7 separate regions of the Mus musculus genome follow, and all the other regions are linked to region 1. A link is a contact called in public HiChIP or PLAC-seq and promoter capture Hi-C data. All regions are on one chromosome and are shown on one strand. The core of a region is the stretch at or near the end of the contact, and the rest is flanking DNA. Distances in the headings are between cores, read along the strand shown.

Region 1 (3,433 bases), core at 478-2,977:
CACAGACACACATATGCAGGCAAAACACCCACTCACCCACACGAACAAACAAATACTAACACGAGTGTTTGTGTGGCCCTTCACAGTCCACACAACTCTATCTCTTGCAACTCAGCACTTAAACTTTTGTTCCCCTCAGCACTGGTCCTCTCTCTTCACACTGCTCCTAAACCTCCAGGCTGGCTGCCTGTACTGATGCTTTGTCTTCTGGTCAGGCCAATTTCGGTTTCCATGACTACCCAGCATCTTAGTGTCATCCTTAACTTTGAAGTTGATCTTTGTCTACTCCATATCCTCCTAAAAATTTAACTGCTCCTGTTTCTCTTCTTCTGAGACTTCCACAGACTTCTCTAATGCCTTTGGAAGACTCGTCTATGTCACCCTTCAAGCCTGTGAACCACGAGCCCTTGCTTCGTTCTGACCCACAAATATTTACTCAACTGATATATACTGTGTTTGATATTGATTTGAACGAAAAACGATGTCTCACATAAGCCTGCTCTGATGAAAGAAATAACTACTTACACTTCTGAATCCCCAAGATTCAGGAAGCCCCCCACCCCCTAACACCCCGCCCCCCACCCCCCACCCCCCGTCCCCAAATTCCTTCTACACTGGCTAACTTGTGCTTCAAATCCCACCCTTGGAGTTTCATTCCATCGCTGGCAGCTTTCAATGTAAGAAGTTTAATCAGAACATTTCAGGATTGATAGAGGAAATGGAGGAGAGAGTCTAGGATATGGGCTGGGGAGGAAAGAACTCTAGGAAGCCAGGTGAGCTAAGAGAGGCTTCTCGGAATGACCTTGTTTCTCTTGTTCTGGTGTCCCAGGGAGGAGTTCAAGGACTGCTGATTTAAAAAGCCATCAGCTTCTATCAAGAGGTTCAGGGGTGGACACTGATGGTATGGCCCAGAGAGTGCTCCCATAGTCTGCCGAAAGTCCTCCTTCTTTAAGAAAAGCCAGTGAAATCCAAGTGGGGACTGACTGACAGCTGGGAAATACTCACCAGATTCCTCGGAGAAGACAAGCTGGCTGGGTAAAGGGGCTGCCTTTGGGGTGGGGAAGAGGGGGCCCAAGAGGGTCCTGGGAATGCAAACGGTGCTAGCTTAAGGTGTTTCAGGGGGGCAGGAGCGCAGGCATGCTGGGTGTGGGGCATGCCAGGGAAAGATGATGGATCAGGATGGAGGTCAAGGCCTGTGCTCGGTTTTCCCAGGGGGAGGACAAGCTCACCCTAGGAATGGAGGTCTTTGACTAGCAAGAACTGGATCCCTCAGAGCGTCGCGCTGGGAGGACCCTACAGCCCACCCCAGACTTGGGACACTTGGGGAAACTTTCCAGACTGGCTTGTGCCTAGCCTCTGGCAGCGGACTCCACGGAGCTCCAGGCCGGACGAGGGTGCAGACCGGGCGTGCGGGCGTGTGGGTGTGTGCATGAGCGTGGACTTGGAGCGACACACACTCACACACACACACTCACACGCCCGCACCCACGCAGGGCCCTCGGCCGCGTCTCCCCCGACCTTCGTGCCCAAGCAAGTTGCTTTCTCGGGACGGTTCCCCGCCGGTGATTTCTCACACCCTACAGCGGACAAGGGTCGCGGCGCGCTGGTCCCCTCCCGCCCGGGAAGGGGATGGGGAGAGGGCGCCCCGGGCTCTTACCGCTTGGCCGGCCGAGTGCGCGCGGGAGTCCCGGGTCCCGCCCCGCCACGTCGGCAGGACCGGCGGGGACGCGGCCGCAGGGGAGGGACCGGCCAAGCTGCCCCGCCCCGGGCCGCCCTCCTCTGCCTCTGCCCGGCCCCACTGCACCCTGACCTGCTGCGAACTCCGAACTCCGCCGTCCCAGATCGGTGGTCGGGGCAGAGCGCGGGGTCCCCTGCCTTCCATTACGAAGCACTGGGGAAGCCCTGCAGGTTGTAAGGAGTCCCCTAGCCTCACCGTGGGATTTCCCGGTTCTAAATTAGGTGGAATTCTCTGACCACGTCAGCGATGGGAGTGGGATGTGATTAGAAACAAAAGTAAAAAGACTCAAAGGAGCCATGCTTTCTAGAAGGCCAGCTTGGAAATGTGGATCAAAGCCCAAATTCATTCTCTTTGGCCTGGGCATTGCACATCTGCGTTTGGCGTGGAAAATGTATTTGTCCAAAGCAAACAAAATCTCCCCTCCCCTCCCCTCCCCTCCCTGATGGCAGCAGGGGGTAGGGTAGGGTGGGGCGGAATGGGATGGGGTTTGCACCACGTAGTTTCTCCGTGTCGCCCTGGCTGTCCTAGATCTCACTCTGTAGACCAGGCTGGCCTTGTACTCAGACCTCTGCCAGCCTCTGCCTAGGATTAAAGGTATGCGTCTCCAAGGTTTGACTGGTCACCATTTCTCATGCGCGCCCCCTTTCTGGTTTTCTCTTTGTAAGCTGCTCTCTCTTTTTAGGCAGCTTCCGTTTGTGTGTGTTTCTTTCCTTTGAGGAGTTGCTTGTGCATTTCTGTGCAGTTGCAAACAATAAACACCTGTTAGAATAGAACTTTGTGTGCTTGGGGGGACTTTTCACCACCCTGGAGTTCTTAATTTTAAGTAGTCAGTTGTTGGTGTAACTTATATGCTTGAGCCAGGGAGTGGCACTATTAGGAGGTGTGGCCTTGTTGTAGTGGGAGTGGCCTTGGAGTAGGTGTGTCACTGTGGGCATGGACTTAAGACCCTCATCCTATGGACTGCCTGAAAGGCACTGCTCTGCTAGCAGCTTTCAGATGAAGACTTAGAACTCTCAGCTCCTCCTGCACCATGCCTGCCTGGATGCTGCCATGCTCTCGCCTTGATGATGATGGACTGAACCTCTGAACCTATAAGCCAGTTCCAATTAAATGTTGTCCTTATAAGAGTTGACACGGTCATGGTGTCTGCTCACAGCAGTGAAACCCTAAGACAGTTGACTTCTGCTAGTTTGTTGCTCTTTTCTTTTTTCTTTTTAGGAAGATGAGAAAAAATGTTCAGAGTGGGAGGGGCTCTGAGTGGGGCCATTCAAGACTGATAGTTTTGGATCTCTAAGCTAGTTCAGGTATTTGCATTTGCTTCCATTACTTCGTTTATTTGTTTCCCTCTGATAGTGAGACCACTCAACGGGGCTGTAAGTCGTGCCTGGTCCACCCTGTTATCAGTACTGAGTGTTCTGAGCCCTTAGACCCTGGTTCTCACTGGTTGCTGACAGGCTGGTTGCTTACTATTGTATGTCGCTTCTAAAGCTTCTGAAGAGCACCTTGGCGCGTGTGACAGCAAATTTTATTTTATTTTAAATCATATAATGAGACAGTTTTAAAATCCCTTTCTACTGAAAAGCCATTAATTTTCTAGTCTGATTTTCACAAAAGTATGCCAACTTCTTTTTTAAAATTTTGTGAGAATATGTCATTCCTTTGAATTTTAGAACATTCAAATAATGTGTGATATGG
Region 2 (3,433 bases), core at 372-2,871, 480 kb before region 1:
AGGAGGATGGTTACCACAAGCACTGGAGTCATATCCTGGTAGACATTCCATAGTGAGAAACAGACGTCTCTGCTTGTGAGTGTACTGCACTCAGCCAATCACATTATGAGAAAGATTGACACTCCCTCAAGGTGGCTAGGATCATCCCATTACTACTGCAGCTTCCCTTCCATACCACGGGCAAGGATGGGGCAAACCCTGCCGAGCCACCGTATTTACCTTATGCTCTCCATGTAAACCCACCAAGACAGGACAGATTTAGTGCTGCATGGGTGGGGACAGGTACTATGCCCCTTCGATACTCATGGGATGTGTTAATGTCTCTTAACTCATTCTCTTTTAATGCCAGGGACAGGACCCGCCAGCCCCTCCCGTGGACTAACGTCCTGGTGTGGGAAGCAGCAATGGTTTAACACCCTGCACGACCGAGCGACTGAAGACGACCAGGCACTAACTGTCTCCTTTTCCATCTGCAGTTTGGATGGTATTGTTTTCATGAGCTTCTAGAAATTTCACTTGCCAACTGCCTTTTGCTTCCTGAGTTGCCACCGTCCTTATTTACAGTATCCCTGAGTAAATGATTCTATTGAAAAGTTGAGGGCTTTGTTGGTTGGCCTAAGCTTAAACATTCCACTCGTTCTCCCTGCAACCCTGACTAGAACGTCTGTGGTGGTTTCTGGCCCAGCTGAAGGAAAATTGAGATTTCTGCATTTAAGTATTTTAAGTGGGTTTTGATAGATTTTAATTCTTTCCATAAGGTATTTATTTGGGGTTGTCTGGTGTGAGTGACAGAGCCACACTGTAGTTACTTTACTGGCCCTTTTCTGTAGTCCTTGGGACAGTGAGCATTTTCCTCACAACCTCCAGCTGGCTTTATGGCTAGAATACGGAAAGCGAACTGGTTGTTTACTGATTTTTTTTTAATTCCCATTAAAATTTTCTGATGTTAAGAATACTTTAAATAAACATGATTGATTAATATAGTGGTTGGTTTAGAATCCATTTCGTGTCATTGAAAGCCACTGTATGCTAGCCTTCCTCGCCTCACGATATTTGTTCTTCAAGTTGAGTGCCTCTTCAGCAAGCTTCTCTTCCAGTCTAACCCTTCCCTGTTAAAATCGCCTGTGTGTGGGGCTGGCATTTTAACACCCGTGACTTAAATTCATACCTTTTTTTTTTTAATTAAAAAAAATGAATCTTTTGTTGCCTTCTGACTTATGAGGAGAAGAGCCTTTAATCTGAGGTCTTGGTTTCTTCCAAGGGAAAGGAGGAGAATGACAAACGAGAATATTTTTGTCACCTCTCAGCTCAGTTCTGTTTAGCAGTAGGATGCAGATGCATTGGAGTTGGAAGGAGCGTTGGTAACTGAGATTTTGAAATGTGTTTAACCAGTCAGAAGTTCAAAAGCAGTGAATACAGACTGCATCAAACAGGCCTGGGCGGCCTGGACGCCTGGACTCTCTCCTCCTAGGAATCACTGCAGGGGATTTGTCCGGACCAGAACATATTTTGTTATCAAGGTAAAGGCTGATCCCTTCTTGGGCAGTCTAGGCTGTCACTGTACAGAGCTGAGAGACTATTTGTGTGAGCTAAATGAACTTCTACCATACTGCACCACGACCTGCCCTGTGACCCAATTGGGTAACCTGCCCTTTCTCCCAAGCAGTGGTTATCAAGGTCTGGCTGTAAGCATTGTTAAGGGCATCTCTTTGTCCCGTATGGTAATCCTGGCTACTTGTGCTCTTCCTGGTTCCCTTGGCTTTGTACTCAACATTTAAACAATAATATAACCACCTCTTAGCTACTTGTGTTTCTAAGGAGTGACTTAACCAGGTAAGTTAAATTCTGAACAAATTAACAACACACGGTACAGGATTCCTCTTTTGCTGTGGCCACCCAGAAGTCTTACCCGCTTAGTAGCCTGTAGCCAGTTTAACACAAAAAGCCAGATATGGTAGCAGTCTCAAGACCAGACGAGGCTACATAGTGAATTTCAGGTCAGGTTTGGCGAGGCATGGGAAGACTTTGTCTCACAAAGGAAAAAAAATGGGGTGAGGGACTTAACCTGAGCAAAACTGGAATGGCCTCGAGTGGATCTAAAGCTGTAGTGTTTCTTCTCCTGCCCTCAGCCTTTGAAGGCTGCACATATGTCCCAACAGTGCTTTCTAACCTGCTGATGGCCTCACACAGTCTGCCTCACAAATAGCTGAGACTTCACCTTGGATTAAAATAAAAATGGCGAAGGGTAGAAAGAAGGCTTGGCAGTTACGAGCACTGGCTGCTCTTCCAGAGGACCCAGGCTCATTTCCCAGCCACCACACGGCAGCTCACAGCTGTCTGTAACTCCAGGGTATCCAACACCCTCACAGAGGCATACACGCAGGCAAAAGACCAATGAGCATAAAAGAAGAGTAAATCAATTATTTTTTAATGGAGACAATGTGGATACAGAACATCTAGTATTAGAGACCTGGAAAAGTATATTTTTATTCTGGGTATTCATTTCTACCACGTGCACTTACGTCTAAATATCATAGTTTTTCCCTATGTAACCCCCCTATTACGTTAGTAACTCAGCACCCTTTTTTTTTAACCTGATAAAGATTTTACTTTCTGACATAGAAATGGCTTAGTTATGTGTTCATCAGAAGTACATATGAGCACAGTTGTACAGAAGGTTCCATCAAGACTTGTGTGTGTGTGTGTTTGAGACAGGGTTTCTCTGCCTAGCTCTGGCCTCAAGCCCAGAGATCCACCTGCTTTTGCCTCCCTGGCTGAGATTAAAGCCATGTGCCACCACCACCTGGCCTGACCCAGGCGTTTCAGTGCTTGGTAACAGTTGGATTTCTTTGAGAAGTACTTGGCCTTGGGTTTTTACCTTTAGTCTTTGCTATTTTTGTTTTCTTTGGTAATTTTTTCTATATTCCTAAGGTGATAATATCTTGCATAAAATATTATTACTAACCCAATTAATAATTTGCTATTCTCTTCCTTAAGTGTCTACATGTGGCCCTTTAAGCTAGCATATTTGTTCACCATTATTTGGCTTGCAAACATTCACTTGCTCTGTAGCTAGAATTCTCGTAAACTAAAAAGAGAAAGCTTACAGTCTTGACGTTAGGCCGTCCACGCCACCAAGAGCAGTCACTTGAGAGCTTCTTCATACTGTTTCATACAAAATCTAGTAGTTTTGCTTTTCTGTTTTCCACATTGGGAGTATTTATAGCAAAAGATTTTATCATGTACCTAAACACTATCCCATGCCTAAGAACTCATGTTCTAACAATGTACAGGGGTTCTCCAGAGTCGCCACTGAGTACTCTATGAGACAATGTGCAGGGTTCTCCAGAGTCGCCACTGAGTACTCTATGAGACAATGTGCAGGGTTCTCCAGAGTCGCCACTGAGTACTCTATGAGACAATGTGCAGGGTT
Region 3 (3,433 bases), core at 451-2,950, 460 kb after region 1:
AGACCAGACTGGCCTTGAACTCACAGAGATCCAACCTTCCTCTGCCTTTAGAGTGCTGAGATTAAAGGAGCATGTTACCACTGCCTGGCCGTTTGTCCACTTCTATCTGGCTACCCCCATTACTTCTTTGCATTTGTTTGTTTGTTTGGTTTGGTTTTTTTGCATAGGGTTTCACTATGTAATACAACGTGGTGAATGACCAGAATCTTGATGGATCTTGGTGAATTCTTTGATGAATCTCCAAGAAATTCACGGGCTCTGCCATAATTCACGGGCTCTGCCATGTGAGTAGCACCTACAGGTGCCTGAGACCCAAGCCTGTACCATTGGAGAAGCCAGAACTAGCGCAGCTTCCAAGCCTTGAGGTGGTCTCAGGAAGTCAACGGGAGAAGTCCTGTGCTGCTTGCACTCAGGGTGGCCCTTTGTCCTGCTTGCTGAGTTCTCCTTTCTCAACAGAAGCCAGCAGCCAAGCCTGGCTCCTTCATGAGATTTTTTTTTCCTCCCTTGGATGCAGCAGAGACCTCTTTCTACAAGTCCCAGAACTGTTTTCCCGGCTTTACAAACGAGGAAGCATGAATCTCTGTAGAGAAGCCTGCAGCCACTGGTTCTAAATGTTGAAGGAGAAAAATGAATGTATTCTTAGCCTGGACCTGCTAAGGACAGACCATGCACTGACACTTCCTGCCGGGTGCACCTTTCCTCCTCTTGCACACATGCTCCCCCTGCTGCCGGAAGCTGGAAGTGCGCCCGTGGGTGGGGCTGCGAGGACCACCTTAGCCCATGTTAATGCCCGCGTCAAAAAATTCCAAAGGAGTGACCAAAGACGAAATCATAGTCTTAAGATTCTTCCAAAGGTTCCGAATAAAGCTTTTCTTTTTCCATATCAGACATAGGCTTTGTAATAAAGGATGAATGTACACCTCCGTACCCTTCCTTAAAGGGTTAAATGAACGCAAGGACTTCAGGGTTAGAGTCGGTCACAGTTCCAGGATTTGATGAGCCTCGGCTTCTTTACCTGTACTTTGAACACAGTGACATTGTGCATCTCACAGCATAATTGTGGAACACATCCATGAATAGGAGTGTGCTAAATGTTATAACATAAACAAAATTACTGTGTGCTGTCTCTTCTAACATCCTCTTTCCCTCTCCTGCCTCCCCCTCCTTTCCCTCTCCTTTCCTCTTCTTTCTATCCCAGCTCCTCTTTCTCTCCCATTTTTAAAAACATATTTAAGTGGACATTATTTTGAAGCAGCTTAACCCTCCCACACCCCAAAAGGAAGGAAGGCAAAGAAAGTTCAGCCACAAACCGGAAGTAACAGAAAAAAAAAAAAAAGCCAACCCGTATCTCTGGCAAAACAGTAAAAAAGTGAAAGAAAGAAAGGAAGAAAGAAAAAATAAAGCAGTTTTAGGCTTTCGGGAGATCAAGTTCTATTTAGCTAACATGGGTTGCCAGCCTGGCTTGACCCCCTAAGTAGGGGGTTTTAGAGATGACTGGATAATTCTTGACCTCCGTTTGACCTCATAAATAGGAATTCTCATTCGGCATTGTAGGAGCTCTGGAGCTAGTAGGTTCCTGCCTTTTTAAATGTAGGTCTCTCCTCCTTTTCGCCGGTGGCAGTGGGCGGGCATGGGCTCGCGGCAGGGAGGGGCCGCCACGCCTGCGCCCTCCTGGGAGCCGCCCTGCCCTGCTGCTGCTGCTGCTCCTGCGGGCAGCTCAGGGCCCCGCTGGCTCCCTCCCTTCCTCTAGCAGCTCTGCCACGTGGTAGATTGGCTACTTCTGGGAATGTGAGAAAGCACTCCAATGAGGGCCATACCAAGAACTTTACAGCTCTATAAATTGTGTTAAACTTTCCTTACAAGCGTCTGTTTAGAGGAGACGAACCCTTAGATATTCTCTATAGCACAAGAAAACAGGGGCGACGGGACCAATCAGGACAGTGCTGGCTGTTGTGCTTGCTTAGTTCTTGAAAATGTTATAGCATTCTTTTGTCTTTTCCTTCTTGGGGGGTGGGGGGTGGGGGAGCGGTTTAAGGTAAGGAGGGGAGGGTCTAAAAAAGATGCGGGTGAACATCACCTCACCAGCTTTCATGGAAGTTTCTGCCCTAGGACTGAGGAAGAAGACAGCAGCCTTTCTGGCCCTGAACTTCTCCAAGTAAAGTGCTTGGGGAAAGGGGACCTATGTCTCTCTTTAGAGTAGCCCAAGTATATGGTACAGTGACATGGAATCAAATAAACGCATTCTTAAGGTTGGATCTTGCCACGACTTAGGCTGTGTGTTTTGAAACCGCTTAGCCAATGACCTCCCACTGTGCATGTGCAATGGAAACCTCTGTGTGTGTGTGTGTGTGTGTGTGTGTGTGTGTGTGTGTGTGTGTGTGTGTTGACCATGCGCCTGTCAACAGGAGAAGTCAGCCTGTGGTATTGATGGGAAGAGTGAAGAGGGCAAGGCCACAGAGCTGGTTTCCTGGGAAGGCCAGCCTAGGTCAAGGTCTGAATGCCGTATTCGGTACCAGTGATGATGGGTCTGCCAGCAATCCTTCATGGTAAATTAAACAACTGGCATTTGAAAACATAAGTCAAAATAAACATTTAACCTATTTATTATGTATTTATTTTACAAATTACACTGGGTGTGTTTCCAATGCAAAAACACACACACACACACACACACACACACACACACACACTCGGGTACCCTCTTAAGTAGAGAGCACATTTTAAATTAAAATTTTATTTTAATAGGTCATTTATTTCTACAATTCAAAAGTCAAATTTTAGAACACACTGTACCTGAAAGGTCTTGCCTAAACCTCCCTCACATCATCTGATTTCTTCAGGTTCTTTTTTTCCTTCATCGATAACCATTTTTTTAAATGTTACTTGTTTATGAAATTCTTGTAGATTCAGAGCCTGACCGTAAGTTGAGTCGCACACGGTTATGTTTTGAATTGGGTCTCTTTAAGTGGTATCTGGCTGGCCTAAACAACCTGCCTCTTGCCGGGGACCCCCAGGGACCACCGAGGACCCAGGAGATGGGCTACAAGAAAGAGAACCTGAGAGTTGAAGCTGCTATAGGGGAATAGGGTGACTCCATATGTTCTTCAAGAATCCAGCCAGACGAGGCTGGTTCGTCGAGTGAGTCCTGGGATTCTTGCCTGCTACTGATGGGAGTTGCTGGCTAGCTTCACAGGGAAAAGCTGTCTCAGGGGAGCTGCAAGGAAGCCCGGGACAGGTACAGGTCAGATCACACAGATCCAGCCCTCCCACAGCTTAAGGGTTTGCTCGGAAGAAAGAACCCCATACAGAGCTGGACTCTCCAGAGGTTCTCCAGCTTGAACAAGGCCGATCAGCTGGCAGGCAGGGGTAGGCTGCAGAATCAGCTTTTTGTCTTGTTTGGACTTCTGCCAGGTCTGTTGCAACAAAGTGCAGC
Region 4 (3,433 bases), core at 299-2,798, 420 kb before region 1:
CCCATTAACAATTAAAACTATATGAAGGCATAAATCAATAAAGTAAGCCAGGTGGTGGTTGTGCACACTTTTAATTGCAGCACTCAGGAGGAAGAGGAAAATGGATCTCTGAGTTTGAGGCCAGCTTGGTCTACAGAGAGAAGTCTAGGGCAGTTAGGGCTACATAGGGAAACCATCTCCAAAAACCCAAATAAATAAAATAACTATCAAGAGAAAAACCTATACTTTCTCAATTAGATGCTAGATATAAAATGGGATATGGCAGCATAAAATGGTCATTTTGGAAAGGATGAAGAAATGGCCAAAGGGTACAGAAAAACCTACAAGGCTTGATTAAAAAAGAAAAAAAAAAAAAAAAAAAAAAAAAAAAAAGCACAATGCCAGGCAGTGCATCTTTAATCCCAGCACTTGGGAGGCAGAGGCAGGTGGATTTCTGAGTTCGAGGCCAGCCTGGTCTACAGAGTGAGTTCCAGGACAGCCAGGGCTACACAGAGAAACCCTGTCTCAAAAAATCAAAACCAAAACAAACAAACAAACAAACAAAACCAAACAATGCACAAAGTCAAAGTGGAATCTAATGTTCAATTACCTTTCTCCTTTCTGGCGCTTTAAGTTTCCTTTATATTCATCCCATGTACTCTTGTCTGCAAGATCACCAGATACAAAATCTTGAAGGTCTGGTCCATTATGCAAAAATTCCTTTTTCTTATCTGGCAAAGAACTTAATGCTCTAACCGTGAACGCATATCTTCCAAATATCTACAAAAAGGGTTCAGTACAACATTCACTCAGTAGACTCTGAAATAATTTAGTTTTAACCCATTATAATACCAAAGCTAAAGAAATTGATTCAGAAATTATGTAAAACGATTTAAGAGCTCAAACTACGTAGATCAGAACCTGAAAAAGACTCAAGGTGAAAGAACCGTAAGTCACGGCGGCTCAAACACGTAATGCAGCTCTCAGAGGAGGCAGAGTGAGGAGTCGTCTTTGGTCTAAGAATTTAGTTTCAGGCCAGCCTAGATTACAGAGACCCTGATGCACGCTCAGCCATGACAAATGGGGGAAAAAAGTGGGACGCAGATCAAAGTTAACCGCTAAATATAGGTTAGAAAACCTTAGTGGGTGACTTAACATGCCACGTTTTCATGTCTTCTATTCCTAAAACAGGTACTAAAATATGTTGTCAACAAGTTTGCAATAATTAAGATATGCCACAGCTGTCGGGGCTTTTAAAAAAAGGATATCTGGAACAATTTCCCTAGTTTTGAACTTAGGATAAGCAATGGCGTTCCCGCCGCTCACCCGGGACCCCAGGCTGCGAGCTGTATCCCAGCAGCGTAGAGCCATCCCCCTCTTTTAGGTCTCAGGAGTGTCAAGGGATCGAGGGAACAGCACCCCCGGCACCGGACGCGTCCAACAACTCGTCGCTTGAGTCATGACGCGATACGTCGTCGCCGACCGGCGCGACTCGACTAGCTCGGCAATCGAGTAGTTCCGCCTTAAAGCCGTCGCTCGGGTCGTGACGCGACACGCAGGGCCCTGACGGATTACAAGAACGTGATGACGAAAGACGTTCTCTCTTTGCCCCATCTACTGCGAGGTGAGGAGCTTAGGGACCGGGTGCCCCGGGAATCTGAACCCATCCTCTGTTTGGGGACCCCGGCGGCATGGAGCCGATGCCCCAAGGCTTTGTCCCGACTGTCCCCCAGCACGACGTGCGTCCTTGGGACTTGGTGGCGCGAGCTGGAAGTGGCGTTCGGGCTTTCAGGCCCATCTCGGTCGTAGCCCTTCCGCCATGGCGCACCGAGCCGGGCTTCCTTACTCTTCTCCGGGGCCCCCGGTCCAGTCCTTGTCCCGGACACACCTGGGTCCTTGTTGCCGGCTTTCGTAGCTGGCGATTCCCGTTGGGAGCGGAACGCTGCCGGGTCTCGGGTGTAGAGCGTCCCCCGCCCCAGCCGTCTCACCCGGGTGTCTGTGTTTCAGGATGAAGACCATTCTCAGCAATCAGACTGTGGACATTCCAGAGAATGGTGAGTAGATGGCTCCCCGCCGGCCGCTGACGGCTTTCCTGCATGCTCTAAACCCCGGCCTATGGTCTCACCAGTTCACTTTCTCGTTTAGTCGAAATCACTCTGAAGGGGCGCACAGTCATTGTGAAGGGCCCCAGGGGGACTCTGCGGAGGGACTTCAATCACATCAACGTGGAGCTGAGTCTTCTTGGGAAGAAGAAGAAAAGGGTAAGAACTTGTGTCTTCCGATGCTTCGGGTGCTTGCTTGTAACAAAACCCGGTAACCGATGTTAATCCCCCACCCCATGCGTGGCCGAGTGGGTTACTCGGACTCAGTTCTTTTATGAGTGAACTTGGGTGTGTGTGTGTCGTCCCTCTGGTGTCCTGTGCGTGTGACATACGGTGCATTTGTACATGGCTTTGCGTGCTAGTACTCGCCAGCTAAAAGTGCTGTGTTTTAATTCTAAAGTTGTTGTGTTTCAGCTCCGGGTTGACAAATGGTGGGGTAACAGAAAGGAACTGGCCACCGTCAGGACCATCTGCAGTCATGTTCAGAACATGATCAAGGGTGTCACGCTGGTAAGTCAGCCCTCCACTCTGCCCTTTAACCCTTTGGAAGAGGTTCCTTGGGTGTGTATAAATGTCTAGGGCCAGGATGGACTGTACTTCTACAAAGGAGGCACTTTCAGATATTGGGGGTGGGTTAGCACAGATCAGACCCAGGAATTTGCTGGGCAGGCTCCTTTACTTCTGTTTCAGGGGTTTTGTTTGTTGGTAGATACATATAGTGGAGATTGCTGGCTGGTATGTTTGGGACTCAATGGATAGAAAAGACAGCCAGAGTTATACTCTGTCTCAAAAAAACAAACAAAAAGATCTGACTTGTGCATCTCTGAAGTTACTGTTCTAGATCCTTTCTCCCAAAACAGTTAATGCTGAAGAGGTGTTGTTTTATAAACACAAGCTGTACTTTGTATACCTATTGGATCGTGTTACCCTGTTGCTCCTGGGGAGGACTGGGCCTTTTGTTTAGTCTGGAGTCACTTATTATCTGGTGGTGTCTGTAGTAACTCCACAGATGCCTAATGCCAAAAATGAGGATCTTATGCCCTCAAAGGATGAGATAGTAAAAGAAAGCTTCCTCCTGGAGCTTTGGGAAGATGTTGCAACTTGCATATGGTGGGTAGAGTGCGTGTGTTAAATTTCCACGACATGACAAAAGCACCTTAGGGCATTTAGAGCTGACTCTAAATTCAGCCTGGGGAAACTGAAGAAGAGGAATCTCAAAATCTAGGCCAGCTGAACCGAAAACTTTGAGTTTGTTCAGGATGGCTCACAGTTGCTTGTTTGATGCAGGGCTTCCGATACAAGATGCGGTCTGTGTACGCTCACTTCCCCATCAACGTCGTCATCCAGGAGAA
Region 5 (3,433 bases), core at 344-2,843, 370 kb after region 1:
GGTTGACCTTGAAAGGTCAGGGGTCACCTGTGGCCGTCTGTCTGCACCCCACACTGCTGCACGCCAGTGGGGGCTGCACCCATGAGATGAAGGAGAACAGTTTGGCCATCTGGTCAGGGCTGCATCTTTCCCCTGCCTCCACACAAAGTGGTAGCTGACGTTGCTGCTTCCCATAACCCATGATGTTCACAGACGAAACTCAGAAGCCCCTGGTCACTCTCAGGCCTGTTCTTGTGATTGAGCCAGTTATCTCGAGGAACAAGAGGAGAGGCGTGCGTTTGTAGATAATCTCTTGTTTAGGGTGAGGCTTATTGTCTAGATTAATGTGTAGAGTCGGTTGGTACCGTTGACATTTTCACTGACAGATCTTACTTGTTAAGAGCTTAAGGGTGTGTGTGTGTATGATGTGTAGCTAAGTGATAGGAATGGAGAGAGAGTTCTAAAATACGCATAGATAGAAACCATACATGTTAAACATGAGTGTGTGATATGATCATATACACAAGGATACATATACTCCCATATAATATGTCTAGATTCAGAGTTCCAGGAAACTTAAGAATAAATGTGCTCTTCATTAAACCCCAGATTCCCATTTTAACTTCTATTTTTTTCCCAGAGATTTATTTATCTCTATTTTATGTGTGTATGTGTGCCTGCATGTATGTCTGTGCATGTGCAGAGTGCCCATGGATGCCAAAAGGCATAAGATGCCCTAGGACTGGAGTTAGATGGTTGTTAGTGTCAGTGTAGGTGCTGGGTACTGAGCCCAGGTTCTTCAGGAGAGCAGTCAGCAGCTCTCAACTGCTGAGCCGTCTCTCTTTTTATTTTAGAGGAGACCCATGTAGCTAAGCATATTACCAGCACTTGGGAGCAAGACTATGAGTTCAAGGACAGTCCAGGTTACACATGGAGTATAAAGCCGGGGGAGGGGGAGGGGAGACAGAGACAGAATGTGAATATGAGATGCATTACTTAGTTCTTAGTTGATTAGCTGAGACCATACTTACAGGCCTTTGTTTTTATTTTTAACCCTTTCCATGGACTTTTGCACACATATAACCATTCATTTGTGCAGGTTTTATCCAGCCAGTTTTTAAGAAAGACGTTTCGACCATATGGCTTTTAACTGTTCTTCCTCAAACTCTGTCTGGTATGCTGATATTCCCAGGGGGCTGGGTTTAGCTTATCCGTCCCCCTTCTTCTGAGCTGACACTGGGTGGTCCTCCAGCCGTGTCTGTCCTTGGGGTATCAGCAGCAGCTCTGGTTTGTGTATTTCACACATTCCCCTTCTCTACCCCAGTCCAGGAAGCGAGATCCCACCCTTGGCTTCCTTTAAAGCAGTTGATTATTTTTCCACAGAGATGGCATCCGTGCGTTATCTCACCTGGACATCAGATCTATGTCCAGATGGGCAAGCAACCTTTTATTTGTTATTATTTTAGATTTTTTCATCTTTAATTTATTAGATCTTAATTTTAGATCTTTAAGGATGTGATCTGCTACCTTAGCATCCCCCCACCCCCACCCCCGACCAGCTTGGGGAGCAGAAACCTTCACAGGCTTCACAATCGTCTGCTTCCTGCCTTGCTCACGAAGCCTGAGCAGCCGCCAATGAGGGTCTTAGACATTTGCTCCCTCGGTAGCTCAGCCCAGATGGTTTGTTTTCATTCAGCGTTTCTACTTCCGGTTTCTGATTCTTGGCCGTTACATCAGCAAGCAGCGCACCCGTAGAATCTGAGTGTATGTAGGGTTCTCGCTTTAGCATGTCTTCCAGCTGGCCCCTTTTGTGTTTCTTCTGTAGAGAACAGCTCTTTTTCTCTTGAGGAAAGGAAGGAAGATTTTGCAGTAAGAAGCTGGAAAAACTCCCCACCGAGTCCTGAGTAGCGGGGCCCTCTCTGAGTGCTGTGCCACTCAACCTGAAAGGCAAGGGCTGGTTGCCCCCAAAGGAAAGCTAGAGAAGAGAGAAACCCAGGCTTTTTAAAGGTTGATTTCTATTTCCTCTGCCCTGAACTGGAGGGCAGAAGACTGCAGTTTTCATCATAAATTAGACTTCATTTAATAAGTGCTCGCATGGATCTTAGCCTATGTACAAGACATGACTGCTTTGCAAGCTCCTCACGTTAATTCCATGTCAGAGTTACCTTCAAGAATAGTGCCAATCTCTGTATTTTACAGATGAGCAAACACCCATAGCTGAGTGACTCTGGACTCACACAGAGTCAATCAATCATATGACAGGAACGGAGTTGGGAGACCAGGTATATTATGTTGGTCAGACCCTATACCCTAGCTGCTATCTGCTACACTAGGGAGGGCAAATGGTCACCAATCTTTTATTTCCGTAAGGGACAGTCAGTGTCTCCAGAACAAACATCATATTTATTTTGTCTTTGTTCACAACAGATTTGATTTAAAAGAAAAAAAAAAAAAAAAAGGCCCACAAGAATCCACAAGGCCACATGCTGTGCTCCTGATCAGATGTCCCATGGGAGTCTTTCCTCTCTCAGGCAGGATCAGGTGGGCTGGCTTCATGGTTCAGGGCACGCTGGCAGTGTTTGTGTCACTTTGCAACTGTGTGATTCTTGTCATTCCCCTTTTAAGTGTGTCGTAAGCTTGGTGGCTTTTTGTTTTGTTTTGTTTTGTTTTTCATCTGTCTGCAAACCCCATTAATGCTTTGAGAGTCACACCCTTTTCAACCAAACATACTCAGATGCCGCACATAAGTTAGAAAGTGACCTTTACCCATGAAAAGGATTTTGAATCACAGGAAGTTCACTATCCTAGGCAAGGAAAAAAGACATTCATCTTTTTTTCCAATGTAAATCATTTCCTATGAAGTGCACTCTGACTCTAATGAAGTTCTTTAAGTGGGGACTAGGAAGATTCCAGAAAGATTAGAGAATCACATTTGTCCTGGTCTCCAATTTCCTCTGAAGAAGTCTGCAGGGTGGAGAGGCAGGTGGAGGTTGAGAGTCCTCAGAGGAAATGGCCAAGGGTGTTCTGGGTAGTTAGTTAGTACTGATTGGATGTCAGCATGGGCTGGACTCCTGGTAGCAAGGTTCCAGAGTTCGGACTGGGTTCCATTCGTGGACCTTGACATCAACGTAGAAAGAAATAGAAAACTAAAAATAGAAAACAAAACCTCACTGAGCAAGGCACAGAGTTAAAGCTGTATGGCTTTGTGAGACTCTTCTTTAAAGGTAAATGTATAAGTGACGTATGGACTGAGCTGAGATAAAATTTATTTCTCACCATGTATTATGTTCTAAAGCAGTGGTTCCCAACCATCCTAAGGCTAAAACCCTTTAATTAATAAATGAAATAAAAATAAATTAATAAAACACATGTTGTGGTGACCCCACAATCATAAAAATATTTTCATTGCTACTTCATAACTGTAATTTTGCTACTGTTATGAATCGTAATGTAA
Region 6 (3,433 bases), core at 550-3,049, 370 kb before region 1:
TATTACATAGTAGAGCAGGAACTGAACGAATGGCTTCAGAGGGACCTAAGCAGGGAAGTCCTTCTCACCAGTGACTGTTCACTTGTTTCTAAGTTGGGGATTATTATTGTTGGTGAATTTTAACCCAGAACAGTGCAAAAAATGCATGTGGGTTACATGTTACAAAAAATGCAGAGTATGGTACTCACCTTTAATCCCAGACTCAGGGAAGCAGAGGCAGGCGAATCCATATTGTGTTCCAGGCCAGCCAGGAATACATAGAGAAATCCTCACTCAAAAAACCAAAATTATGTTGCAATAGACATCTACTTAAATACAAACTCTTGTATTCCTGAAGGCTTTACTGTCTTTCCCAGTAGATATGGTGTCATAAAATGACAAGACCCAACAAGAAGTGGTTAGAAAAAGATTTCAAAGTTCAAGGCCAAAGTTTGATACTGCCCTCTACACTAAATTCTTTGATAGTCACGTTTTCTCTTAAAGTTATATGCAATTGTTAATTTCTATTCCACAACCAGGTTGCTCATTTACTCATAGGAAACTTGCTGGCCAGGTGTGGGCTACCACCCCTATAATCCCAGCAGTGGGGTGGTGGAGGCAGGCCCACTAGAGTTTCATAGCAAGAGCAGCTTCCAAAGCTTGCTTATCCTAAATCTTTTCTTGTTTTTTTTTTTTTTTTCCCCTGTGTGGGCGTGTCTTGGTTATGTCAAAGATTTGACTATTCTTTAAGAGACTTAATGAAGCTTTAGGAAGGAATTAAGGGGCTAGTTTTCTTCCTTCCTTCCTTCCTGTCTTTCTTTCTTAGATTTATTTATTATATGTAAGTACACTGTAGTTGACCTCAGACACTCCAAAAGAGGGCATCAGATTTCATTACGGATGGTTTTGAGCCACCATGTGGTTGCTGGGATTTGAACTCAGGACCTTTGGAAGAGCAGTCAGTGATCTTAACCGCTGAGCCATCTCTCCAGTCCCGGGGGCTAGTTCTCTTAGCTTGGTAGTTTTAGAGCAAAGACATTGGGGCTGAGGGTTGCCCAGTTGGTTGCATGCATTCACAGTAGCTCTGAGTTTGATCCCTTGCATCGTGTAAAGCAGGAGTGTTGGCATATATCTGAGATTTCAGCGTTTGGGAGGCAGTAGAGAAATCAGAAGTTCAAGGTCATTCTCAGCTACATAAGGAGTTTGGGACCTGGACAAGTCACATGATCTTCTGCCTCAGAAAAACAACCCCCCCAAACAAACAAAATGCCTTTACTGTAAACAGTCCGTTAAATGCAAACATATACCCACGTGATGGAAGGTTCCCTGAAAGTTGTTCTCTGACCACAGCTTGTCATTCCATCTTCAATAGATAAATGTATTAAAAAGTTAAAAAAAATGTCCATTCACTAAGGGTCTGTTAGTTTGAGCCAAAATCAATAGGTCAAACATTAAAAATAAAATAAATCAGTGTAAAGTTTGATGAGAACAGTTGACCTTTGCGGGGCGCATCGAATACACTTCATCCTACCGTGGTGGCAGTAAGAACTTCTGGAAGCGGCTACAGAGCACTGCCCTTGCAGCACGTGCGTGTACTGCAGGAAGGAAGCCACCTGGGAACCCGGCTTAGAGGAAGTCAGCCTCAGATCCCAAATTGGGCGTCTCCCGGCCACGATCGCACGCGCACTCGCCGTCCTACAAGGTAGCAACCCTCCGGTTGCTAGGGCTGTGGTCCTGCACCCAGTGCGCAGCTCCCGCCTCGGGGCGGGGCCGCGGGGAACGCGCGCCTCCGACGTCATCGCCGCGCGCCGCCGCCCGCGCTTCTGCTACTTCGCGGGAGAAGTTGTTGGCGCCAATGGATCCCGAGCCCCGATAACGAATTACCCCAGCCACGGGCCTGCCCACCTGCTCCTGTTCGGTCGTGGGGCTGCGATGGTGAGCCGCCCGGGAGGCCGTGCAGCTACAGAGGCTTTGCAGGCGGGGGTGTGAACGGGGCGCCGCCGCGGTGCGGGATGGGGAGGACGATGCAGAGGGCTCCGAGGGGCCCGGCTTAGGGTGCGGGGCGCACCAGGGACGCAGCTGCAGGGAGGTGGCTGCTACGCGGCAATTTCACATCCCCACCCCCCCGACTCTTGGGGGAAGGGAGGAAGGAAGAAGAAAGTTGATTTGGACGGGGCGTTAAAAGTTACTTTCGTGTACAGCCTTGTCCCAAATCATCTCTGTTGGAGTGCTTCCTAAAGTCCCGACTTCAAGCTTTGCGTGGAAGAATGTCACACTTGGCTTTCGCAGGGAGAAGTTTGCTCGGGCCTTCAGCTTGAATCAGCTTCCTGGAAGCGAGTGTCAGCTGTGACACAAGGAAGTTTATTTGTTTATTTTGTTTAGAATAATTTATAGGAGTTGAGCGGATCCTGGTTTACCAGGAATAAAAACACGGCGAGTACAGACGGATGTTCTGTATTTGACAGCTGTCATCTCTTATCACCTGTTACGATAAGTAGTTTTTTTTTTTTTTAAACCTCAGTTCCAACTTCAATAATTCAATGTAGTGGACATTCAAATAGTTTGAAAGTGAAATTGTTTGAAAGTCCCTGGCATAGGAGACAGATACAAGTTGGAAATAATTTTTAATTTACTGGACCACTGAAGATGTTCAGCTAATCTACAAGATATTTAACAATCACACTTACACACACTTTTATTATTCTTAAGCTTGTCAGAACACCAGCATGCAGGGGAGAAAAGTGTTACACCAAACTGGAAAAAGTTTCAGCTCTCTGTTTTTTATTCTTTGGGGAAAAAAGATAGTGATGGTAGCCACCCAGAGTCGGCCTTTTTATTTTCGGGATAATATGTGAGTTTGCTTTAAATACCGTCTAGAAATTCATCTGAAGTGTTGTTTTGGAAAATATTTATTCTTATTTTAGTTATGTGTATCTGTGTTTGTATATGCACACATAGTTTGTGTATGCACACATATGTTTGAAGGCCCATGGTAGCCAGAAGAGTGTGTCAGATCCTCCAGAGGTGGTGTTACAGGTGGTTTTGAGCTGCTTTCTGTGGGTGTTAGTTCTGGAAGTCAGGGTCTCTGCAAAGAACAATATGCACTCTTAACCACTGAACCATTTGTTCAGCCCCCAAGTCCAATACATTCTTATTTGACTTGTAACGTGTATGTTGTGTCTGAGTATATTTCTGTGACTATGCATGCCTGATGCCATCAGAGGCCAGAAGAGGGTGTTGAACCCTTTGGAATTGGAGTTGAACTCATGTCCTCTGAAAGAGCAGCAAGTACTCTAACTCCTGAGACATCTCTTCAGTCATACCTCTCCAGTTCATTGGTGGTGCATGACTTTAATCACAGCACCTGGGAGGCAGAGGCAGGTGGATCTCTATAAGTTTGAGGCCAGCCAGCTCTACAGAGTGAGTTCCGGTACAGCCAAGGCTACACAGAGAA
Region 7 (3,433 bases), core at 410-2,909, 350 kb after region 1:
GACTGTCACTTGGTTCATGGGCCAAAGAGAGAAGACAGCTACCCAGAAAATGTCCCAGAAAACTCTGGCTGTGGACAGGTGGCCCTGATGAGTACATACATGGGTGGGGGTGGGGGGAAGGGGAAACACCAAAGCTGTAGAAAACAGTACCTAAGAGGTTAGAGTGAGCAAGGCCTGGAGATGATAGTCTTTCTAAGTAAGGAGTGGAGCTGGACAACCTCCATGTCTGTAAGCAAAAGCTACAAAATCTTCTTTGCCCCAGAGCTCACCTTGGACACGTCGGTTAGCTCAGAGTGTCACCACAGACCTACATGAAACACACCATGAGACATCTAGAAGAAAACTGTTGTGTTCATAAAAAGGGAAAGAGCTATTAGAATGTGTTCTGGTGGGGTGTAGGGGAAGGGGGTGCCTCGGCGGGCCCATGCCAAGGCATCCCTTCCCCTTGAGGGAAACTTGGAACCTCAGCCTGGAATGACATGCCCTGTTTCCTTTCTCACTTGTCTTCTTCTTGCATCCTGTTTCAGGTGAAAGCAGAAAGAACAGTTTGGGACTTACAGGAACACCCCTGGCCTCGACATAGGCAAGTTCTCTGATCATTTGTGCTCCCTAAGAGTGTAACTGAATTTCTTCATAACTCCAGGCCGCTTCTGTTCTATGACGCATCCACACAACCAAATAAACGCTTGACAGGGATCCAGGAGCCTCAGACACGATGCTGAGCTACATCTGCCAAATGTGTTGTTTGGTCAGTGAAGTAAGAGTTGATCATATAGAGAGAAGTACTGGAGAAAAGGTGGGTCATTTTAGCAGAGGTGCAGGGGAGGCTGGGTAATGGGTGCCTACATGAATTATCTGTTGTCTGCTGGGGGAAAATCACTGTGTCCAAGGCAACTTAAAGAGTTCAGTTTGGGCCGGGCGTGGTGACGCATCCCTTTAATCCCAGCACTTGGGAGGCAGAGGCAGGCAGATTTCTGAGTTCGAGGCCAACCTGGTCTACAAAGTGAGTTCCAGGACAGCCAGGGCTATACAGAGAAACCCTGTCTCGAAAAACCAAAACCAAAAAAAAAAAAAAAAAAAAAGAGCTCATTTTGGTTTAAGCTTTCAGAGGCTAAGCCATCATGGTGGGGAAGCATGATTGCTCTCGGTGGGCATGATAGGAGGCAGGGCAGCAGGAACAGGAAGCTAAAAACTTGCACCTTCAAATGTAAGCGTGAAGCAGGAGTGAACTGGCAGTGGCGTAAAGTTACAACCCTCAAAGCCCCCTGTGCTCAAAAGTTTTATGACCAGTTGACACCAGCTAAAGATATCGAGGGGAGGGAACTTCAAGAAGGAAAATGCCTCTGGAAGATCTGGTTGTAGGCAAGCTTGTAGAGAGAGTTTTCTTAATTAGTGATTGATAGGGAAGGGTCCAGCCCATTCCAGTGGGTGGTACTATCCCTGGACTGGTGGTCCTGGGTAAGAAAACAGGCTTAGCAAGCTATGGGAAGCAAGCCAGTAAGCAGCACCCCTCCATGGCCTCTACATCAGCTCCTGGCTCCAGGTTCCTGCTGTTTAAGTTCCTGTCCTGACTTCCTTCATTGATGAACAGTGGTATGGAAGCGTGAACTGAATAAACCTTTTCCTCCTCACGCCACTTTGGTCATGGTGTTTCATCATAGCAATAGAAACCCTAGCTTAGCCAGCCACACTCAGTGACACACTTCCTCCGAAACTTCCCCCTAAATGATGCCACCAAGTGGGGACCAAGTATTCAAGTGCCCAAGACTATGCGGGTATGTTTGGCATTCAAGCCACCAGAGTAGAAAAATACAAGCAGATGGGGGAACGGGTGCCCACTGTACTGTAGCCTGTCAATGATCTGCAACATTTAATTATAGACTTCAAAATAACCAGAAAAGTTCTCCACACACAGAAATAAAACTTGCAGAGACAGAAATACTGTCTGCATACTTTACACACGTCTATCAAGTTTCTAATATTATAATCCACAAACGAGTACAAATATCAGGTGAAAACCAAAACAATCAAAAGTCATTTGAAATACCATTTGCTAGAAACTCTGTAAATCAATGGAGCCTTGGGTAGGAAGTTGGAGGCTCAGCGTCTTACCTCGGTAGCCTCATCTTTCTCTTTCTGGTGTGTTCTTCTAGCATCTTCTGAGGTAGATAGCTTACATGTGCTCCAGTCTTGGAATCCTCAAAGCCTTTCATTGTGATGGAAGTAGTTGAGGACCATGAGTGAGAGGGTTTGCTCAAAGCATCCCACAGGCCAGCCATTGAGGTAAATCTTGGACCGCATCTCCTTCAGCACAGAAAGTAAGGACCCCTTTGCAATAGAAAAGGCAGTTGCATTCTTTCTCAAACCTATCTGGTAATTATGACATTGATAATCTCCTTCCCAGATAGGGTATAAAACAGCTATTGTTTGTCCAGCCAGTGTTCGTTTTTCACTTTCTGAAAGAAGGGCTTTCAAATAATGGTTTGGTTTAATAACAGTGTGGTTAGTTCTGTCTGTTTCCCTTTAGACCATACCTATTTCCCTCTCCTTAATCCTGAGCGTGCCGATCATGTCTAACCACCCTGAGTCCAGGGGACGAAAGGGGCTCCCTTTTCATTTTCGGGAGAATAGCAGGAAGTGTAGCATTTTCTGAGTACCTATTGTGAGGCCAGCACTGTGTGGTGGTTAATGTTATGTGTTGATTTGAGCAGGCCGGTGGTCCCAGGTAGTTGGTTAAACATTATTCAGCATGCTTCTGTGGGATTGTCTTGAGTGAGATTTACATTTAAATCAGGACTTGGAGCAAAGCAGACTGCTTTTCAGAACATGGGCAGACTGTGGAAGTCCAGTAGTACAAAAGATTGGCCTCCCCAGACAAGAGTTTTTCTCTAATGCACGATCTTGGGACAACATTCAGAATATTGGCCCGTTTCTAGTTCTGCAGCCCTTAAATTCTTTCTTGAGCCTTTTGCCTGCTGATTTCCTCTGTCAGATTTTGGGTTCATCAGACCTCCCATTTATGTGTGCCAATTATTTAACCTCATCCCCCAGAACCTTGAGTATGGTAATTATGGTCTATAAATCTGATGATTATTACCTTAAAGACATTCATCTAACTTCCTAAATACCGTTTGAGGTCTTAAGAGGTCCTAGTGCTTCACGGATGAAGAAAAGGAGGCTGAGGTAGAAGATGATTTATTCAATGTCTTGCAGAGAACACACGGCAGAGTTCTGATTGTCACTCAAAGTTCAAGGACCGAACTACTAGGCTTTGTCACCCTAGCTGCCTTTGACATGTTTTGGCTCTCTGTATCAGCCATCTGGAGTCTGACCTTTATCCAGACTTTTCCCTCTTGGAAGACTTCTGGGTGTCTACTCCAGGGACAGAAACACCAACAATTCTTTGGGAAAGTGGGATATGATGCTTTATCTG

Evidence for each region. Promoter capture Hi-C pulls out the DNA fragments that hold promoters and counts their contacts. HiChIP or PLAC-seq counts read pairs in DNA pulled down with a chosen protein or histone mark.
Region 2: a contact with region 1 is called in a promoter capture Hi-C map of liver, with 2.2 times the contacts expected there. The contact joins the enhancer-like site here to the promoter of Fam114a1 in region 1. A contact is called at or near these places in 4 of 39 promoter capture datasets (embryonic stem cells, liver, pre-B cells and 1 more).
Region 3: a contact with region 1 is called in a FOXA1 HiChIP or PLAC-seq map of pancreatic cancer cells. The contact joins the enhancer-like site here to the promoter of Fam114a1 in region 1. A contact is called at or near these places in 7 of 39 promoter capture datasets (the 3T3-L1 cell line, the C10 cell line, embryonic stem cells and 3 more), 5 of 484 Hi-C or Micro-C datasets (the AML12 cell line, the Ba/F3 cell line, embryonic fibroblasts and 1 more), 10 of 115 datasets of contacts at active chromatin or transcription factors (the NIH/3T3 cell line, astrocytes, double positive thymocytes and 4 more) and 5 of 9 other capture datasets (adipose tissue, embryonic stem cells, liver and 2 more).
Region 4: an H3K4me3 HiChIP or PLAC-seq map of embryonic limb bud shows a contact between it and region 1, with 2.8 times the contacts expected there. The contact joins the promoter of Rpl9 here to the promoter of Fam114a1 in region 1. A contact is called at or near these places in 5 of 39 promoter capture datasets (the 3T3-L1 cell line, 3T3-L1-derived adipocytes, the C10 cell line and 2 more), 6 of 115 datasets of contacts at active chromatin or transcription factors (bone marrow-derived macrophages, embryonic basal ganglia, embryonic forebrain and 3 more) and 2 of 9 other capture datasets (liver and macrophages).
Region 5: a promoter capture Hi-C map of pre-B cells shows a contact between it and region 1, with 2.0 times the contacts expected there. The contact joins the enhancer-like site here to the promoter of Fam114a1 in region 1. A contact is called at or near these places in 4 of 39 promoter capture datasets (the 3T3-L1 cell line, the C10 cell line, pre-B cells and 1 more), 1 of 115 datasets of contacts at active chromatin or transcription factors (bone marrow-derived macrophages) and 2 of 9 other capture datasets (adipose tissue and liver).
Region 6: a promoter capture Hi-C map of second pharyngeal arch cranial neural crest shows a contact between it and region 1. The contact joins the promoter of Rfc1 here to the promoter of Fam114a1 in region 1. A contact is called at or near these places in 15 of 39 promoter capture datasets (the 3T3-L1 cell line, the C10 cell line, cranial neural crest and 9 more), 1 of 484 Hi-C or Micro-C datasets (liver), 7 of 115 datasets of contacts at active chromatin or transcription factors (bone marrow-derived macrophages, embryonic limb bud, embryonic stem cells and 4 more) and 2 of 9 other capture datasets (adipose tissue and liver).
Region 7: an H3K4me3 HiChIP or PLAC-seq map of bone marrow-derived macrophages shows a contact between it and region 1, with 2.8 times the contacts expected there. The contact joins the enhancer-like site here to the promoter of Fam114a1 in region 1. A contact is called at or near these places in 1 of 39 promoter capture datasets (the 3T3-L1 cell line) and 2 of 115 datasets of contacts at active chromatin or transcription factors (bone marrow-derived macrophages and pancreatic cancer cells).

Annotation. Positions count from the first base shown.
Region 1 is chr5:64,968,369-64,971,801 of GRCm38.p6, reverse strand. It overlaps Fam114a1 (family with sequence similarity 114, member A1), which reads right to left and starts at 1,727. Exons shown (of 14, transcript NM_026667.3): 1 at 1,658-1,727. Mir574 (microRNA 574) reads right to left here and starts at 1,484; the gene lies at 1,407-1,484. It also overlaps a transcript of Tlr6 not described here.
Region 2 is chr5:65,447,354-65,450,786 of GRCm38.p6, reverse strand. Smim14 (small integral membrane protein 14) reads left to right here. Exons shown (of 5, transcript NM_133697.4): 5 at 350-3,433. The coding sequence ends at 382. Among named protein-coding and RNA genes, the nearest start is that of Ugdh, 13 kb to the right of the region's middle. Within about 2 kb of position 1,621, at least 5 of the 459 cell types and tissues checked have an H3K27ac peak or open chromatin away from gene starts, as enhancers often do. A contact at or near this core is called in liver, where this site is marked.
Region 3 is chr5:64,503,643-64,507,075 of GRCm38.p6, reverse strand. Gm52815 (a long non-coding RNA gene) reads right to left here. Exons shown (of 3, transcript XR_003955927.1): 3 at 1,296-3,433. Among named protein-coding and RNA genes, the nearest start is that of Gm52815, 9.6 kb to the right of the region's middle. Within about 2 kb of position 1,700, at least 309 of the 459 cell types and tissues checked have an H3K27ac peak or open chromatin away from gene starts, as enhancers often do. A contact at or near this core is called in the AML12 cell line, the Ba/F3 cell line, the NIH/3T3 cell line and 12 more, where this site is marked.
Region 4 is chr5:65,389,546-65,392,978 of GRCm38.p6, reverse strand. It overlaps Rpl9 (ribosomal protein L9), which reads left to right and starts at 1,548. Exons shown (of 8, transcript NM_011292.2): 1 at 1,548-1,603; 2 at 1,987-2,033; 3 at 2,125-2,240; 4 at 2,496-2,591; 5 at 3,369-3,433. The coding sequence starts at 1,988. It overlaps Lias (lipoic acid synthetase), which reads right to left and starts at 1,482. Exons shown (of 11, transcript NM_024471.5): 1 at 1,306-1,482; 2 at 590-759. The coding sequence starts at 1,350.
Region 5 is chr5:64,598,386-64,601,818 of GRCm38.p6, reverse strand. The region is part of intron 3 of Gm3716 (predicted gene 3716); the gene reads left to right. Among named protein-coding and RNA genes, the nearest start is that of Gm3716, 11 kb to the left of the region's middle. Within about 2 kb of position 1,593, at least 135 of the 459 cell types and tissues checked have an H3K27ac peak or open chromatin away from gene starts, as enhancers often do. A contact at or near this core is called in adipose tissue, bone marrow-derived macrophages and pre-B cells, where this site is marked.
Region 6 is chr5:65,334,005-65,337,437 of GRCm38.p6, reverse strand. Rfc1 (replication factor C (activator 1) 1) reads left to right here and starts at 1,799. Exons shown (of 25, transcript NM_001347357.1): 1 at 1,799-1,914. The coding sequence starts at 1,912.
Region 7 is chr5:64,618,202-64,621,634 of GRCm38.p6, reverse strand. No RefSeq gene overlaps it. Among named protein-coding and RNA genes, the nearest start is that of Gm3716, 9.2 kb to the right of the region's middle. Within about 2 kb of position 1,659, at least 7 of the 459 cell types and tissues checked have an H3K27ac peak or open chromatin away from gene starts, as enhancers often do. A contact at or near this core is called in bone marrow-derived macrophages, where this site is marked.